2 separate regions of the Mus musculus genome follow, and region 1 is linked to region 2. The links are chromatin contacts, called in public Hi-C maps. All regions are on one chromosome and are shown on one strand. The core of a region is the stretch at or near the end of the contact, and the rest is flanking DNA. Distances in the headings are between cores, read along the strand shown. Region 1 overlaps Pard3 (par-3 family cell polarity regulator). Region 2 overlaps Pard3 (par-3 family cell polarity regulator).

Region 1 (7,219 bases), core at 1,487-3,986, 340 kb before region 2:
AAGTCAGGGCAGGAACTTGCTCATGGAGGAACGATGCTTGGGGGGCTCATTCTAAGATCTATGTGTAGCTTGCTGTATTGCACAACTCAGAGCCACCTGTTCAGGGAATGGTGTTGCCCACAGTGGGCTGGACCCTCTTGCATCAATTAACAATCAAGGCAATTCTCCACAGGTGAGCTATCGGCCAGTTTGATCTTGGTAATCTATCAGTTGAGACTTGTTTCTTGGGTAGACTACAGGCTTCGTCAAATTGACATTTAAAGCCAACTAAGACATTACACAAAAAGTTCTTTCATGTTTTTTGTATTTGTGTACGTAAGCCAGTATGTGCATGCAGGAATATTTGCACATCACACACGTGAATATGCCTGTGGAGGTCAGAGGTCATTTCTAAGGTGCTGTTTGCTGGCATTTCTTCTAGGCTCTGCCCCACAACTACCTGGCAACAGCCAGGTGTACCCGACTCACTATAAAAGGGGCTGCTTGCCCCCTCCTCATTCTCTTCTTCTATTCTCTTGCTTTTATTCTTTCTCTCATACCCTCTTGCCTCTCTGTCCCTTCTCTCTCCATTCCCCTCCCCTTCTCACTCTCCACGTGTTCATGGCCAACCTCTACTCCTTTACACTAACCCCCCCCACTCTCTCTCTCTCTTACCCCCTCAACTCCCCTCCCCATGCCCTAAATAAATTCTATTCCTATCCTATACTGTTGTGTGGCTGGTAGCTTAGGGGGAAGGGATGCTTCAGCATGGGCCCCCACAGAGGCACCCCCTTCCCCCATACCATACCATACCTCCACCAAACATATTCCTGGCGGCGGTGGCGGCTTCTCCTTCTTCTTCCTTCTTCCTTCTTCCTTCTTCCTTCTTCCTCCTCCTCTTCCTCCTCTTCCTCCTCCTCCTCCTCCTCCTTCTTCTTCTTCTTCTACACAGCACTGTTCACTTTGAATTTTGAGACAGGGCTTCTCATCGGGATATGGAACCCCCCATTATGCTATGCCCAGTGTCCACTGAGTCAAAAAAAATCTACTTGTTTCTACCTCCCCAGAGCTGGGATTGCATGTGCACACACTGTCATGCCTGGCTTTTGAACATGGGTTCTGGGGACTGAAGTCAGGTCCTTACACTCTCAAGGCAAGTACTCCACTGGTTGTGCCATCTCCCCAGCCACTTCAGTCTCTGAAGTAAAAGCTTCAGGAAGAGGTCAGATTCCTCTCTTCTGTCCCTGACTGACCTGTTAGATGAGGACATGCTTGCTCCTCAGTGAGGTAAACTCAAGCTGGACAATGAGAGCACAGACAGGCAGTCTTTCTAATTCAGCTGAGGTCACCCATCTTTCCAGTCTGCTTTGGGGATGTGGGTGTTCCAATAAAAGAGCTTGTTGTAGACGCTGGGTTTTGTTATCGTTGCTCTTGATTTTTCTTGTTGTTGAAGATAGAGCCTCGGGTGGTCTAACTCTTAATCCTTCTGCTTTACTCTCCTGAGTGCCTGGATTATAGCCGTGCATGATGTCATCCCTCCTGAATGGTTTTTTTAAAATTTTTTTTTAAACATTCTGCTTATTTATGCTTTAAGTTTTGGACATGTATATATTGTGTGCTAAGTATCTCCCTATACTCCCCTCTTGTGCTCCCTTATCTAGTCCTCTTTCTCCTCCAGACTGCATGAAATTATGCATGATATATATATATATATATATATATATATATATATATATATATATACACACATACATATATGTAATTATACATATATATGTATATATATATACACATACATATATGTAATTATACATATATATGTATATATATACACATACATATATGTAATTATACATATATATGTATATATATGTATATATGTAATTTTATGTTTCAATATCAAATCCAAGAACCACAAATAAGAGAAAATGTATGCTATTTGTCTGTCTTGAGATTGACTGAAGTCTAGGGTTAAACCCAGCTTTGACATCTAAGTTAGTTGAATTCAGTACCTAGTGTGGAGTTCTGAGTGGCGGGGCAAGCCTTCCCTAGATCACACAAAACATCTTTTTGAGTTAAACAAGTAATTCTTCCCACTGAAGCATCTAATTTGAATTTAAACATTTCTTTACATGCTACCTTAATTAGATGCAAGTTCCTCTCAGCATCTTAATTTTATGCATTTTACACTTCTAAGCAGCACTAGTGAGGACTGCTTATTTGCATTCATTTACATACAATTTGCAAGAAATGTTGAAAAACCTAGAAAGAAGGAGATTGTAAATTTATGGATTTTTTTTCTTCAAATAAAAATGTCAGTTCTATGAGGAAACAAACAGTAGTTTTTCTCCCCCTCCTTGCCCACTTTGGTATTTTCAAGGCGATTTTTAATACATATATACATAAAGAGATCTATTTAAGGAATGCCAGGATAGGAAGATTCCCCTGCCAGTTAACAGCCAGGAAAAGGCTCCAAACTTCCAACTGCTGTAAGAAGGAACGAACTCAAGCAGATGATACCTCCCAAAATACATTATCTGAAAAGTGCATCTCCCTCCACAATGAGGGCGCATTTGATCAGTTCTGCTCTGAGGATGCATTCCCTGCCAGACTCATTTCTTTAGTGATGGGCAGTTCATTCCTGAGACTTTCAGTTGTGTTAATTAGATTTTCTCCATGTCCACCTATCCTCTTGAGCTTGGATTTATATTCACAGAACTCCTCACCATCCTTTCAGGAGCTTCTTGGAGCGGTGCTGCAGTCTGGTTTCTCACTGCAGATGCAGGCAGTCGATACTTCCCAGGTTTTCAATGCCTCACATTTGAACTGACATCGCTATTATTATTCTTGGGCTCAGAGACTGCCCTGGAGATAGCTCTGTGTGTGTGTGTGTGTGTGTGTGTGTGTGTGTGTGTACCAGGGAGGGACCGGGATGGCAGAATATACGTAAAATATAAGTGCCTTCAACATTAAAATTTTATCTTTCTCATTCCACCAAACATGATGCAAGGCTTCCCCTGCCCCCACCAAGCTTCATAAATAACCTCCCTGATTCCAGAATGCTCCCTCCTTTACATATTGAAAGCAATTTTCAATTCCGGCTCTGAAGCAAGCTGCTTGTCCAAAATAAGACACACTCAGCAAAATGTGAGTTTTGACATGCTTCGAGCTGAACAGTCATGTTTTCTGGCAGATGGAGTTTGTTCTTGAAAAGGAGATGAGGAGCCAGACTTGGCAGCTGCCCCTGCGGAGCAGCCAAGGGGAACAGAGGCTGGGACACCTCTGCTACAGCAAGTCCCCACACTGCAGGTCCCAGGGGCTGCTCTGTGGGGTCCATACCAGTCATGTGGCTTCCTGGGCCCTCCATCTCCCTGATGGAAAAATGAGGTGTACACACACACACACACACAATCACCATTTCTATCTACCTGCTTAAAAATGGGTGTGGTACTCTGACAGACACAGCACTTGCCTGGCACACACAACACACTGAAAACAAATAAATGCATGAGAATACTCACAACTGATCACTTCTAACTTACTTACTACCCTTGCATATTGCTTCTGAACACTTCTGCTTATGGTTACTGGAAAATAGACTTTATACAGCAAATGTGATTCCCTGCCTCAGAGGAAGTCAAATCCAATGAACCAATACTGGTTAGAATGTCACCCTGTGTTACTGACACTTAATTTGGTGAATGCCCTCACTCCTGGCGTTGCACTATCAGAACGGTCCTTAACTGTCTTAACATAAACCAACACAGTTTCTCAGTGTGAAATCAACATGAGCAACGGACTGCCTCATTTCACAAATAAATATGCTAAACAATGTTTTCTGAAAGAAAGCACAATTTATAATTAATGAATAATCATCTGTCAAAAGGGCTCCATACAATTAATCCAATGTTTATGCTACTGTTGAACTCTTATGCTATCTAGTTCTAATCTCCATGAGTATCTGAATGTGTGAATGTGTGTGGATGCCTGAGGCCAGACTCAGCTTTCCTGCTGGCCTAGAACTTACTAAGTAGGCAAGCCTAGGAATAGAAGGATGTGCCACTGTGCCTGACTTTTTGATGTGGTTGTGGAATGATCACATGGACAAACTCTCTCTCTCTCTCTCTCTCTCTCTCACACACACACACACACACACACACACCCTCCCCCATAACATACTTGACCTGTACATAACATGATCAACCATTGTTATTTCCTGATGTGCCAACTGGACTAACAGGGGAATCTACAGAATGCTCCTAAGGTGCAGTGTGAAATGTAGTGGAGTCCTCCACAGAAAGCTGCCTACGGTGTGGGATGTTCATTCCAGAAATATTAGCTCTAACAGATGTGGTGAGACCTCAGTCATATTTAGTCAGCTAATTAGTTCTAATAAAGACTCTTCAGAGTTACACAGCATACCAGGAGTTCATCCCAGATCTGTGACATGACACTTTTAAGCAGAGTACTTCAAATCAGGATGTTTAAATATTGTATAAAATTGGTTAAAGAGTATCATCATTTGAGAATCACTTAAACAACAACAACAACAACAACAACAAAACAACTTTTTAAAGTCTTTCCTATTCTTGGAGTGAGAAAGGGGCTTTCAACTCTTTATGTAGCTCAGGCTGATCTTGAACCCAGGGTCCTCTTGCCTCAGGCTCCCAAATGCTAGGTTTACAGGTGGAACTGTTGTGCTTTTATTCTTTAGTGGCAATTTCTGATATAACACAGTGCTGGCACGACCTCCCATCTTAAGCAGAAAATAACTGACATAATCATATTCCCCTTGGCCCTAGAATCTCCCTTCTTGACATAGATTTTTAAAAATGATACCTGCATTTCTTATCAATTACTTTTGACCTGCACTGTATCTGTGTATTACAGATACTTTGTATCCTTTCTGCTCTGATGACTAATGGACTTAATAGCAAGGCCAGACCCGAAATCTTCATCTCTCATGACTTTGACATATCATGGGGAGCCACTGATGCTAAACCTCTGGGTATTGGTGATGCTAAACAGTATGAACTTCATCCATTCACTATAAGGAAGAGCTGGGTGAACCTGGATGCAGGTGGGCACCCGACTTTCCCATTTCACTCGGTAGAGGAGCTGCTATCAAACCTAAGATGAAGAGATAGGAACAGGAAGGATATTTTAAACCCTGGCCTGGTCTTAGTGTAAAGCGTGTACGAGGTCAGAAATGGAAACGGTCTGTGTTCATCTACTGACAAGAGAATAAAGGAAATATGGCACATATGTACTGTGGAATACCATTCGGATAACAAAGAAGATCTTATCAATTGAAAAGGCATGGATAGATCTAGACTGCCGCTAATTAAAACAAGCCAGGGACGCCTGGGAAGGCTCACATATGGAGCACTCAAAGTCTAATTTCATAGAAGTTGAAAATGGGGGGCTATGAGAGCCCAGGGAACATGGAGAAGGGGTGGGGAGGAGAAAGGTTGGTCGGTGGTACTAAGCCACGGTTCAGTATGAACAAGAGGTTTCAGTCCTGCAGCATACCGTAGGCAACAGCAATGTATTCTGCATCCCCAAAGGCCGGACGACTTTCAAAGTTTTACGCATAAAAGAATGATAAGGGCTTCTGGACACACATATTTTTAACCCAATTTAGAAGCAATACAATAAAAATCCATCCAAGCATCTACAGTTCCCCATTAAAATGAATGGTGTTTCTTAAAGTATCACTTAAAATCACTGTGTGGGAACGCATGCTTAACGTCCTTCGTGCTTCTTCTCGGCATATGTATGTGTGTCATGTGTTCATGTGTATGAGGGCTCTATGTGAATACAGGTTCATGTGTCGTGTGTGCACACAGAAACGAAAGCACAGTCTTCGTTATTATTGTTCCTCAGGATCTACCTTGTTTTGGGTCACATCACTCATCGACCTGGGACTCATCCATGAAGCTATTCTAGCTGACTAGCCAGTGAGCCCCAGGGATCTCCGTGGGTCTGCCTTCCCAGCTCTGGAATTACAAGTATGTGCCATCCACTCAGGTGCCTGTACTCTGGCAAGCTTTCTAGACCCATCTCTCTCCCCAGGCAACAGCTCTCGAAGAAGAACAAATGTCATCCACTCTTAGGAAACATCCTACTTGGTTTTCGACACTCAGTTGGCTCCTGAGTCCTCCAGATGGTCTTAATGCTTTAATGATTTGTTCTGATGGACTGATTGGACCAGACATGAAATTAAACCTCCAGCCTCCTGGTTTCTGTCTCATTAGATCTCATTTCTGATCAGGACTAGATAGTAGTTCCCTCTTAGATCCCAAACAGACTACCTGCCCACTCCAACCAACCAAACCTCCTCATGCAAGCGCCAGCATCTGAGTATGAATTCCCCATACATCAAACCTCCCACAGTATAAGGTCCATAGGTTTGTACTTAATTATTTCTAGACACGGCCATGGCTTTTGCCCCTCTTTCTTGCTCAAACCAGATGTACACTTAATGTGATGGCTAATCTTGATGTTTTCATTGTGAGCCCAGCCTTTCACAGGCCTTGACAGCTAATCTTAGTTGTCAGCTTGACTGAATCTGGAATCAACTAAAACAGGAGCTTCTGGGAATGCTTGTGTGGGATTCTCCTGATCAGATTATGTGAAGTACAAAGGCCCGCCCTACATGTGAACGGCATATTTCTTTGTCACCTTTTGGTGGAAGCCCAGATGAAAGGACAGAAAAAAAAAAAAAGCTTCTTTTGCCTCCTGCTTGCCCTCACTCTGGCTGACAAGTTCATCCATTTTGTTATCTTGTTACTGTGGCATCCCTTCACTGACTGATACTAGAATCAACTTTTTTGGGATTCCAATGTAGAATGAAGATCAGCAGCTCTCTAGTGCTAGACTGGGACTGGTCAGATATCCAGCCAAGCGACCTGAACAACAACTACTGGATTCTCAGCCTCTCCAGTGTGAGACAAGCATTGTTGAACAAGTTGGGCCACATCCTGTAAGCCAAACTAATGAATCCTAGTGTGTGTGTGTGTGTGTGTGTGTGTGTGTGTGTGTGTGTGTGTATGTGTGTGTGTGTGTGTGAGTCTGTGTGTCTGCCTATGTGTCTGTGAGTGTGTCTGTGTATGTGTCTGCCTGTGTATCTGTTTGTGTGTGCATGTGTATATGTGTCTCTCTGTGTGTTCATTCTATCAGTTTCTATCAGTTCTTTTCCTTTAGAGAAGCCTAACTAATACACTCAGTAAATTAGCAA
Region 2 (6,558 bases), core at 3,871-6,370:
GAAAATCTCCAATATGCTTATTCATGTGGCAGTCACAGAATAGCTGGCATAAAGTAGATCAAGAGTTCGTAAGCTCTCCCTAAAAGCCAGATAGTGCTCAAAAAGAAAACAAGGCAGGGTACTAGGGAGATGTCTCAAGTGGTAAAATGTTTGCTGCAAAGCAGCAGAAACCAAGTTCAAATCCCTAGAACCTACATAAAATGGGGATTCAGCAGTGTACCCTGGTAACTACATCACTGAGAGAGGATGATCTACGGTCTTGATAGCCAGACTGCCTCAAAAAACATAAGGTAGGGGAATAATGGGAAACATTTGACAACACTGTCTGACCCCCACATGTATGTGAAGCACACACACACACACGCACACACACACACACACACACACACACACACACACACGGGGTGGGGGGGTCCAGGAGTGGGGATCTGTAGTGGAAAGAATGGTCACAGACAGATCAAGGTCAAAAAGCAAATGCCTTTGATAGACAGTGCTGATGTCCCCAGTGCTGTTAGCCCCAGTGACAGAGCTGGGGCTGTCCCTTCATTCTAAGGCCATACAATTTCAATAAGTAAGATTTAAAAATTAGAAAACAGAGGCCCTTTCCCCCACCCCACATCAGAGAGAGGGAAAAGAATAAAAACTATATTGCAGACACAAGTCACAAGACGTCTGTTAATGTTATGGGACTTGAAAATTCGCTGCCTACGTCCTTCAAATATGATTTTTTTTTTAAATCACCATGAAAATCCAAACGGCCCAGGTTTTTAAACCCTCCCCCAAAGGGGGCAGTGGTGTTAAATCCCTCCTTCACCACCCGCTCTCCCAGCCGTCTATTACTGTGGAGTTACGAGGTGAGGATGAAGGGCCTGACTGGGGAGGGACGCCAAGTCTCTGTGCAGACACTGGCTCCATCCACCATGTGTCTTGGACATCTGTTTCGACAGGCATTTGTGATTTATTGCCTCTGACTCTCATATTAAACATTTTCAATATCTCTTAACAGTTTGACACAACCTGTTAAAATAAATTTCAACCACAAGTCACTCATCCTCACCTGAGGAGGCAAAGGCTACACTAAAACGATCTCTTTACAGCCCCGGCCAGAAAAAACAGAGAGTAAGTCTTTCGTGCACATAGGTAGAAGTGGCAATCCAAAATCACCATGGGGGATTTCCCCCTAACTTACAAAGCTATGCACATAAGGCACACACAGGCAAAGGTCACTAGGCACAGAACTGCACATGCCTCTGCTGCTCAGTGAACACAAAGTCCTAGAAAGATCTATGTGCCGCAGAGATGACATCAGCTACAGGGGAGTGCACATGGACCAGATGAAACTAATGTTTGAGTGCACTGCAGGGGAGCAGTAGAGAGAGAGAGAGAGAGAGAGAGAGAGAGAGAGCGCTCACCAGTTGAACTGCTAGAGATAAAACATTCAACTAGTTGTCTAAATTCTAAATTCTCTTTTTATGACCTGTTTGAAACCAGAGGAGAGGGTGTAGGGTGGCTTGTTGTTAGAACACTTACCTATTGAGCACATGATCTTGGGTTCAATCCCCAGGAATACACACACACACACACACACCAAATGCGCCACCAAGACCCTCGGCTTGTAATAAGAGAGTTTATCATTATTGGGGGGGGGAGGGGGTGATATGCTATTGTCTTGAGGTCAGCAGCACATATATTCACTCACAAAGCCATATGGGCAGAGTATGTTTCAACATAGAGTGTCTCAGCATCTGCACATGTTTAGTTGAATACTCAGTGTGTAATACAATAGCATCCAGGAGGAGCTGGGGACTAAGTGCCAATGGCAGAATGCTCAGCTTGCACGCAAAGGTCCTAGGGCCCATCACGAATATCGCATAAACTGGATGTGGTAGGGCGTATCTGAAGACCCAGCACTGCGCTCAGAAGAGATGCTCCAGATCACCCTCAGCTACGCAGCAAAGTTCAAGGCCAGTCTGGTCTATTCGAAATCCCGTCTCAGCAGCAGCAGTAAAAACAAAACCAAAATAAATAAATAAACACAAAACCAAACAAAAAAACCCCAGAATGCATTGGCCTGTCCCTTACTGTGTTCAGTTGAACTTGAGATGAAAAGGAGACCTGGGATTCCAGATACGCAATGTGACCCCAAGAGTTGAGAGATTAAAAACATGCAGTACTCTGAAGACCTGAGCTTCCTCTGTATGGAACTGCCCTGCTCATCCTAAGACCAGGTTCCTTCTCCCTCTACTACTGCACCATGTCCCAAAGACATGGAACTATAAGCCACCATCAAGATGCCCTGAAAACACCCTGCTGGTGGCCTGGCAGGCATTCACATGCCGGTTCCCAACCTCAAATGGCTGAGCCTAACAGCTATGTCCACTCTGGACACCCCGGGCTGAACTCATCTCTTTTAAGGCTGTCCAGTGCAAAGCAGGAACACGGTGCAGTTGCAAGAGTGGAGAGTTTAGACTTCCGGTCACAGATGCACAACTCACCACTGCTATGGCAAATGCTGTGATCAGCTCTCTGAATTCACCACACTCTGATGTCCTTGGACGGTGACCCAGCACTCTACTCTCCCTCTACACTGCGCACAAAAACACCATCACGCAGGGCAAGAACATTAAGTGACAGATGATCAGGGTAGGAAGCAAGATAACTCAGTGGGCATCCAGCAACACCAAGCTCAAGCCCACCTTGCCCCTGGACAGAACAATGGCTGCTGCCACGTAGCTATGGACAGTGAAGGGACAGGCCCCACTCTCTGTTCCACCGCCTGCCTCAGACCCGGCACAGCATACCAACTGCGAGAACACAGACAATGAGTGCTCTTGCTCTGAATTCGCAGAGCGGGAGCTGGGATTTGGTATGAAACAATCAGGCAATTACATTTAAGCATCAGCACGGGAGACTTAAAAATTCACGATGCTGTCAGTCAAGAAAAGAAACTCATCAGCTAGGCTCTCGGCTGATGCTCACTGGTCTGTCTCCTGGCAACACACCCTCCAAAGACTCGTCCCTGCATCCCAATCCCTAGGCTAAATGGGCAGCACATCCCTTCAGCAAAGCACACACCACAGAACAAACAGAGGTGGAGGAGAACTCAGGAACAACGTGACACTGAATCGGAGGCAACATTCCCAGCTTTGCCTTTTCTGTCTTTCACAAGCAGACAAGACCCAGAACTTCTGCTGCCTTTGAAGACAAATTAGACATGGTCCGTTTAAAAAACAATAATAATAACTTGAAAAGTGGATTTTTGAAAATACCCATCAAAAGATGGCTTAGCAGTTAAGAGCACTTCCTGATCTTGCAGAGGACTTGGGCTTGCATGGCTGCTCACAATCACCCTAACCCGAGTTCCAGGGGACCTGATACCCTCCTCTGGCCTCCAAGAACATCAGGCAAGCACACAAGTACACATGCATACATGCAGATAAACACTCATACACATAAAACACAAACATTAAAAATAAATAAAAAGTTGGTTACACCAGCCGTAGAAATTGTCCCTTGCTTACAGTTCTGCAAAATAAAACTAGCAGCTATAATTTAATTAAAGGACTACCAACTCCCCCCACTAACTTAAATGAAAAATGGTTATAATTTTCTTTATGATTTTGCTCCTCCTTCTTTTTTGAGACAGTAGCTCACGTAGACCAGGCTGGCCTATAAATCCCTATGAATAGAGAGGAAGACCTGAGCTGAACTTCTGATCCTCCTTTCTGTACCTGCTGAGTGTTGAGGTTGCAGGTATATGCTACCCTGCTCAGTTACATGGTGCTGGGGATGGAACCTGGGGCCACCAACTGGGTCCAACCCCCAGCCCACTCTCTGGGATTTTACAATGCACTGGTTTTCTTTACATTGAGTCAGTGTCACAAACAGGGTTCCAGAAGCCAAGGAAGAAAAGGGGAAGGAACTATACAATGAATGTATCAAATTTTGTCATGTCACCAGCTCAAAACAGCCAAACAACACTTAAACAAATACACACACACATGAACACACGCATACACACATAGACACACACATAGACACACACATGTACACACACATATACATCAAACACACATATACACACATACACACATATAACACACATACATACATACACACATGTGTACACACAAATATGCACATACACACATATACACATATACATACACACAGCCTAAGTAACAAAGAAGATGAGGTATCGAACTTAAAGTTCAAGATTTAAAAATCTCGAATAGCAAGCAGTCCCTCCCTGTCTCAGGTCTCAATTAGTAGCCAAAGCCTGGGCCTCTTTTTATCAACAAAGAACTGGTAAGGGACAACGGTGGCTCCAAATCATGGGATGACATAAGCCCTGGAAACAACCTGAAAGCAACAACGGAAACGGGAGAGTGGGGGTTGTAAGAAATGACCCACGAATTACCAAGTAATGAGGTCTGTACTTATTCACTAATTACTAAGACTGTTGAGAAGAATTGGTCTCTATTCACTGATACAGAAACACATCTGAGACATAGCAGAGAATAGCACTATCTAGCAAGAAGCTATCTGCAGGTCAGTGTGCTTAAAATGCTCATGTGGGTGCAGAAGATTGTAGATGGATGGAGAAGCAAACGCCAAACAAATGCAAAACAAAAAACAAAACAAAACAAAACAAAGCAAAGTTAAAAAAACAAAACAAACAAACAAAACATGGTCTCTTCCCTTCATGGGTGTGGCTCAGGGCACTCTACTTACTTAACACTTTACATATTTTTTTCTAGTTTCTCTCCACCACCATGAACTCCTGTAATAATAAATTAAGACTGTGCGGGTCCCACAGGAGTGGAAACTCCTGAGGGTAGTCACAAGGTCCACAAATGACTGTTTAGTGATAAGCACAGGATCGTTCGAGGCAAATGTGTTCTTTCCTGAACAGGGCATGGCTGTAGACAGAAACAACTCATCACCTGGAGACTTGTCTGCATCCCCACAGACACTCAGAGCCTCACAGACTAAAAGAAGCCGCAACCCGCCTTCACGAGAATCAAGAGCCTTTTTAATCTGTTAGGATGAGCTCTAGTAAAGAGTAAGCCTATAGTGAACAAAAGGATTCTCTTACTCCTCTCCCACACACACCTCTACTTCATCTTCTCCTTTCCACCCTGTGCAAGCCTCTCACAAACACCACCTCCCAGCCTCACGCTAACTCCCAGCTGAGCTCCACCACAACAGTGTTCTAGTTCTCAGTCAGCGCTGGCGGCTGTCTTCCAAATATCATCACCCAGTCTGTGAGGGCCAGTGGTGAGAGTCCATAAGTATAAGTTAACCGGGGCAGCCACTGGACATGGAGGAGCCTGACAACTGAAGGTCAAACGGGCCCGCACTGCCTCTCAGTCAGTCAGTCAGCACAGCTGAAGTTAACATGCCAGGTCCCATTAAAATGAATATTGCCAACCAATTAGTAGAATAAATGGTTTGCCTCATAATGGGCTTTGTCTGTGTTAATTCGCCTGCGTGCTGGAGGATCTACAAGTAGAAGCAGGACCAGGTGCGATCCCAGTGCTGTGGCGGAGAACCCAGGACACAGGTGCAAGACAGGAGTCCACAGCAGTCAGAGGAAAGTCGGTCATATGTGAAAATCAGGAAGAACAAAGTAATTCTATTGTCATCCAACATAGAAACCAACATAGAGACAACTGCTTACTAAGCTAAGCATTCAAAACCCTAAATGTAGCAATAGAGGAAGTAAGGAGGGAATAATGGTACTGAAAACCAAGGGTGTGGGCAAAGCAAGCTCCACACCACTGATACAAAATAACCTTAAAAGTGTGCCCATGTGCTTTGCAGAGAGCTACAATGGCTTACATAGTAAGTGGCCTCATTTTGTGACTGCTTTGTCTCCAGAGAACGGTAAGTAAAACAACCCTGCTGGACAGGGCTCCGTGAGCACGGCTTCTCACGAGACCCATAAATTAATCGACATATCTTTTATTTGAATTCCTTTCTCATTCTTTTCTAAGGCAAAGATGAAGCCAGCTATGCACAGGCTTTTTCTTGGCTAACTCTTCCTATCTTGACATCTTGAAACAAGTCAAAGGGTGGATTTTAAAACGAAGTAAAAAAAAAAAAAAAAAACCATCACTATCAAAGGCCTGACACGCATTTTGAAGTTGTACAATGACAGTACCCACTAGCATTAAGGCTCGTTCCACCCACAAGTGTCATTCTTGATTGCAAGTGGCCCTGTGTGTGAAGCCTTACCCCAGAGCCCTGCCACGGGAATGCTGGGAATTTTCCATATCGTGTGTTTGAATTCACTGTGCTGCTTTGCCACTGGGTTTTAGGTGTTCAGTAATAATGTGCTTTGTTCTCAAAAGTGTCCCTCACACCTGCCAACTGAGAAACAAGGAGGCTCTCACAGAATGATGTGTTGTTGCGCTGCCCTCTAGTGGTAACTCAAAGCAGAGCAGAAAGGGGGGAGGACCAGGAGAAAAGGCTAAACAGAATGGGGGGAAATGATGAAGAGATCACCTCTAAAGATTTAGTAGTACCCTGTTATTCGATTGGTATAAAACAACT

Evidence for each region. Hi-C and Micro-C count contacts between places; a contact is called where the count stands out from the background.
Region 1: a contact with region 2 is called in a Hi-C map of forebrain, with 4 times the contacts expected there. The contact joins two enhancer-like sites. A contact is called at or near these places in 2 of 484 Hi-C or Micro-C datasets (cortical neurons and forebrain), 2 of 115 datasets of contacts at active chromatin or transcription factors (T-cell acute lymphoblastic leukemia and embryonic basal ganglia) and 1 of 9 other capture datasets (embryonic stem cells).

The regions. Positions count from the first base shown.
Region 1 is chr8:127,530,953-127,538,171 of GRCm38.p6, reverse strand. The region is part of intron 22 of Pard3 (par-3 family cell polarity regulator); the gene reads right to left. Among named protein-coding and RNA genes, the nearest start is that of Gm51558, 60 kb to the right of the region's middle. Within about 2 kb of position 2,736, at least 21 of the 459 cell types and tissues checked have an H3K27ac peak or open chromatin away from gene starts, as enhancers often do. A contact at or near this core is called in forebrain, where this site is marked.
Region 2 is chr8:127,191,388-127,197,945 of GRCm38.p6, reverse strand. All of the region lies in intron 2 of Pard3 (par-3 family cell polarity regulator), which reads right to left. Among named protein-coding and RNA genes, the nearest start is that of Pard3, 130 kb to the right of the region's middle. Within about 2 kb of position 5,120, at least 18 of the 459 cell types and tissues checked have an H3K27ac peak or open chromatin away from gene starts, as enhancers often do. A contact at or near this core is called in forebrain, where this site is marked.